2 separate regions of the Capsicum annuum genome follow, and region 2 is linked to region 1. A link is a contact called in public Hi-C data. All regions are on one chromosome and are shown on one strand. Each heading gives the region's core, a stretch centred on a gene start, on an enhancer-like site or on the middle of the called end of the contact. The rest is flanking DNA. Distances are from core to core; before and after follow the strand shown.

Evidence for each region. A called contact is a pair of places that touch in the nucleus more often than the background predicts.
Region 2: a Hi-C map of leaf shows a contact between it and region 1, with 5 times the contacts expected there. The contact joins the enhancer-like site here to the promoter of LOC124887153 in region 1. A contact is called at or near these places in 4 of 5 Hi-C or Micro-C datasets (leaf, pericarp and placenta).

The regions. Positions count from the first base shown.
Region 1 is chr9:183,864,602-183,867,361 of UCD10Xv1.1, reverse strand. It overlaps LOC124887153, which reads right to left and starts at 1,273. Exons shown (of 1, transcript XM_047396341.1): 1 at 773-1,273. The coding sequence starts at 1,273. The coding sequence ends at 773.
Region 2 is chr9:184,002,551-184,005,719 of UCD10Xv1.1, reverse strand. LOC107854752 (ethylene receptor 1) reads left to right here. Exons shown (of 7, transcript XM_016699753.2): 7 at 399-1,178. The coding sequence ends at 756. Among protein-coding and RNA genes, the nearest start is that of LOC107854748, 5.1 kb to the right of the region's middle. Within about 2 kb of position 1,284, at least 3 of the 5 cell types and tissues checked have an H3K27ac peak or open chromatin away from gene starts, as enhancers often do. A contact at or near this core is called in leaf and pericarp, where this site is marked.

The DNA.
Region 1 (2,760 bases), core at 24-2,523:
GAGTATTTAGACCGATGTGTCAGTTTTTAAACTACAATTATTTATTCTTATCCACAGTTAACTATTATGTATTTGCATATATCTCAAATATAGAAAATACTATTAAAATAAATCAAGTAACGTCAAACATGATTGCAACTTAACTTTACCTAAAATTCCTTGCATCATCTTTAATTGAATTTTTGTTCTTTAGATTAAATTGGCTAATTCTTAAGAAAAAAAATATGAACATTTGTTAAGTTCGTGAGAAATCTCCAGATTGGAGCGAAATAATTAGATTGTTTGTGTATACATTCAAGGTACATCTATACATTTACTTAACTCCTTCAACTCCTCCCCTCCCCCCCCCCCCCCCCCCCCCCCCCCCCCCTTCCACTTTTTTCCTTCACCCCCCCCCCCCCCCCCCCCCCCCAAAGTTAGGAGCAATGAAGATGTTCTTCATGCCTAGCTTGGACAAAAAATGTGAGTGAGGACCTTGCCCAAGAGCCTTGGTGGTGCATAAATATTGAGCAGTAAGTAAACCATTCTGAATCTTCTCTCTTATAAAATGACAATCGATGTCTATGTGTTTGGTCCTTTCATGGAAAACAGGATTAACAACAATTTGTAGTGCTAAAGTACTGTCAGAATAGAGAGGGACCGGAAGAGTAAGATCCACACCAAGCTCCTGAAACAAACCTGTGAGCCACGCTACTTTAGCAGCTATAGAGGCCATTGCTCTGTATTCATCCTCGGTAGAACTCCTAGAGATTGTCACTTGCTTCTTAGACCTCTAAGATATTAAAGATGAACCATATTGAACTAAGTAACTAGTTATGGACTTCCTGCTGTTGATACAAGCTCCCCAATCGGCATAACAGAAAATATTAAGTGCAGACCCTCCTGCCGAGGACATGAATATACCTAAACCTGGTTCCTTCTTGACATATCTAACCAGTCTTAAAGAAGCCTCCATGTATGATTGCTTAGGAGAATGCATAAGCTGACTCAAGCACTGTACACCAAATGTAATGTCTGGTCTAGTAGTAGTGAGATACAACCACCTTCTAATAAGCCTCTGAAAGACAGCTGGTTCTGTGAGTGGAGGATCAACCTGTATGGATGGCATGTATTGATCAAATTCAGTAGTAGTAAACTTTTTGTTCAATTCCATGGGTGTAGAAACAGGCTTAGCACCAGATAACACCATATCTGCAATAAGCTCAAGAGCATACTTTCTTTGGTGAAGCAATAAGCTCAAGAGCATACTTCCTTTGGTGAATGAGGCTGCCATCCTTGTTCCTGGAAAATTCTAAACCAAGGAAATACCTAAGCTCTCCAAGATCTTTGATTTTAAAAGAAATCTGCAAAGTATCTTTGGTATCCTGAACCATGAGTGGATCATTCCCAGTTATCAACAAATCATCAACATATATTAAGACAACCACTATTTTATCACCATCTTTTCTAGTAAACAAAGAGTAGTCTCTAGTACTTTAGGAAAAACCTAAAGAGAGCAAAGTAGTGGTGAGTTTAATGTTCCATTATCTTGAAGCCTGTTTTAAATCATACAAAGATTTCAATAGTCTGCAAACTTATTTCTTGGTTCCATCAGTACTGAAACCATCTGGTAGATGCGTATAAACTTCTTCATAGAGATCACCCTGTAGAAAGACATTATATACATTCATTTGATGAATTGACCATTGTTTTGCTGCTGCAATAGATATGACAGTCCTTACAGTTGCCATTTTAACTACAGGAGAAAATGTCTCTTGATAATCAAGACCTTCCTTCTGATTGTATCTTTGGCTACCAGTCTAGCCTTTAGCCTTTCCATTTTACCACCAACTTGGTATTTGATCTTGAACACCTACCTACAACCTATAGCCTTTTTACCTGCAGGCAAGTCCACCCACTCCCAGGTCTTGTTATCCTCCAATGCTTGGATTTCTGACTGCATGGCTTGCACCCATCTAGAATCTTTAGCTGCCTCAACATAACAACTAGGCTCAACCTCAGTAGAAAATTTAGATAGAAAACTTTGATATATAGGTAATAAACCACTGTAGTTCATGATAGTGATGATGGAGTATATACATCTAGTGGATGTGTCACACCCCTTTTTCGTCCGAAGGATCGAAGATCAAAGGATTTTTCTAATTAAAGTGATGGTTTTGAATAGGAATTATTTTAGTTATAGATTCGCCACTTGGAATTGAGTTATGATGTTTCAAGTCACCTTATTGAATCCCTAATCAAAAGGAAATGACTCTTTGTTGGTCTTGAAAAATAGAAGACCGGGTAAGAAATTCTGTTGACCGAGGGGAAGGTGTGAAACACCCCTCGAGTCCCGTGGTTCTAGCACGATCGCTTTTATTGACTTATCTTGACTTAAACTATCTTGATAAATATGTTAAAACATAAATTCGCTCATTTTTATTATACTAAAACTTGTCTATTATCTTATATTAAACAAATCAATGAAAATTAATTTTAGAAAAATATTTGTCAAGGTACATACATTATTGCATCACTGAAATTTTAAATGTCTCAGAAAGATACATATGCTGCATTCTAAATTGAGACGAATATTTTAAACATACCTAAAACTTGTCTAGCGTTAAAGGCGTAAGTTAATCTTGATATAAACTTGAGACAATTTTGTCTATCCAATTTTCACTGTTAGTCATCTAATATCTTATACTTAATTAGCACAATAAAACTACAACAAAAAAATCTATTAAATAACAGGTTACAATCTAACTTATCGTGAATGAG
Region 2 (3,169 bases), core at 35-2,534, 140 kb before region 1:
GGCCACATGAATGTCTTAATACAAGTCTGGTGTATTTATATGCATTGAATTAAAGGATGTCACAGTCAATCTGGTTCGCCTTGATATATATGTTTTCCCCGAGACTTCCTTTTTCTAGAGCCAGTCATAGAGTCCCTTTTCTCTTATTTCAATTATCCTCTTTCTCCCCGTCCCTCTCTTTTCTCTTGTGATGACCACCTTTATTATCTGTAACCCTAGGTAGTTATAAATTTTAAGGCCAATTGGTTTATTGTCGGTGACGAATTTGAATGAGCGGTGATCCTGCGACTTCCTGTGATCGTAGCTTGCCTTTTCTTTTTTATTTTCCTTAGCTTATTATTTTTATTATTTGTCCTATCTGATGAGAATTGTTTCTGTTTTGTTACTCTTTTATGTAGGGTTAGCAGGATGGTAACCAAGGGTCTGCTTACACACCTTGGATGTGATGTAACAACTGTTGGCTCGCGTGATGAGTGCTTGAGAGTTATTACACAGGAACACAAGGTAGTGTTCATGGATGTTAGCATGGCAGGTATAGACTGTTATGAAGTTGCTGTAGTGATACATGAAAGGTTTGGGAAACGTCACGGCAGGCCACTTATTGTGGCACTGACGGGGAACACAGACAGAGTTACTAAGGAAAACTGCATGAGAGTTGGTATGGATGGAGTTATTCTAAAACCTGTGTCAGTGGATAAAATGAGGAGTGTTCTATCTGAGCTTTTAGAGCATGGAGTTGTACTTGAATCATCATGAACGTAGGAGTTGGACGCGCGTAGGTGGGGGAGGTGTGTGGGGGGTGGGTGTAGGGTAGCTTCATTACCAAGAGAAGTGTATGTTAAGAGACCTCAAGAAAATGTGCAGTAACCATTTGAAAATTCACCCAAATGCACGAGTTGTTGTATATAGTTCCCCGCTTTGGGCAAAAGAAAGAATTTTACTCTTGGCGATTGCACAATATGCCACTGGAAGAAGGTGTATGTATCTGATTAAATGCGATGCAAGGATGATATTGCTGAGGACTTGTAACAAATTTGTAGAAAGGAATTGATTTTTCCAAGTCAATTCATACTTGAAACATTAGAAACATTTGAAAATTTTTCTGGGAAACTGTATTGACTTGGCTTAACATTTGGGGCAAAAACATGATTTGGTCAATAGATTACTCGTTCCTTTTCTGTTTTTTCTATTGCCTTTCACATTTCCTTTTCCTCAGGGGTCAAGGCAAATGTATAGTGTTTTGTGACCCTACTACATAGCAAAGAGTCTGAAGTGAAGGGGGTAAGTTGACTCTATGTGCCAAGGAAGCAACAGCAAATAACACAACTAACTGGTCTTTCAAAAGGGAAGGGGTTCTGAAGTTGAAAGTTGAAACCTTCATCACTTTTCTAAAGAAAAGATATTCTTTTGGGGGGTTAAGGTGACTTTTTAAATTTTATTTTATTATTATTATACAAGGGGAAGAAGGTATTGCGAAGTGGAAAGTAAATCATCACCAACGAACTTACCCTTTAAATCCTTTAATTATCCCTTGTCATATATATACGTACATACATATATATATATACGTGTATATACATATATATCTACGTACATATACATATATATATACATACATATATATATATATATATGTTAACTTACCCTGTCCATCTCTCTCTTAATCTAATTCTTAACAACTTCTTTAACCACACCCCGGATCATTTTTCTGGCAACTAAACTTTTGTCCTTTAATCTTTTGATTTTAGTGGACTACTATGGCCAATCACAAACGAACATTTAAAAGAATCACTTATAGGAGAACAAGAAAAAATAATTAGAAGAATTGATAATATAGAACTAGATATTAAATACTGTAGTAGTAGAATAATTTATTACAAGAAAAATTGTAAAATTACAAGTACTCTAGGGTAACATAACAAAATAGTTTCTTTAAAACACTTTGAATACCTAGATTTACGATTTCAACCTGAAAAGAAATACAGAACATTAAAAGATAATACTGTTATAAAGTGTAACTTTAGTCAAGGAGAGCACATATTACATTCTGAGGATAGACAACATAATACTTTAATAGATTTAATAATAAACCTTAGTGATAAAATTCAAGAAAAAAATAAAATTATAATTAGACAATTAGAAGAAATAGAAGTTACTCAACATAAACAGAAAAAGACATTAGATAAACTAGAACAAAATTTTGATTATTTAAAATCACAAGAATTAAAAATAGATAGAAAACTTCAATACTTAAATACAAAATTTAATTTGGGAAAAATACCTACAAAAATAGAAATAGAAAAATTAATAAAGACTATAGCAGAAAAATCTAAAGATCTAGAAATTAAAATCACTCAATTAGTAACAAAAATTGTAGAACAAATAGAAATCATAAATAAAGAAATAAGTGAGCTAAAAATAATAATACAAAGATTAGAAGAAAGCTCACTTTCATGAATGAAGAAAATATAAATTATAGTAGGGAATTAGAAAAATCAAAAAGCTATCATGACGAACCAGAAGGATTGTCTAGGTATCTTCCTTCAAGTCAGGCAAATAAAATCATAGTAAAACAAAACAATACTATAATAGCGTTATTGTTAAAATTACATTAAAAAAAAATAGATAATATAATTAAGGGTAAAGAAGTTCAAGAACCTAAAAATACTGAGATAGATGAATTAATTACTCAATTAAAGAAGACTGAACTAACTCCTAGACAAGAAAGATAAAATATAATTAGAAAATTACAAAAATGAACTTTCTTTCAGCTAGATCAAGAAGAACCATCGAAGAAGAAAGGCAAAGATTAAGTCTTTTCGATAATAGATTCGAAAATAATAGGCTTATTTCTAGAATACTATGAAGACACCCAAACATAGATCAACCCCAAAAACTGAATGAAATAATAGACGTAGATCGAGACTTACAAATCTTTCAGCAAAATCAGTTAAAATTATTAAATCCTAAGACTTTATACAATGCTAAATATTTTTCTACAGATAATCAACTATATAGACATTATAGAGAAGAACAAATATCAGTTAAAGGAGAAAACTTTACAACCTTAAATCTAGTGAATTATGAATCTTTAAAACAAATTAAGAATAATAAGATGATATTAATGCATATGGGATTAATAGTTATAGGAATAAAGGGATTAACTAGA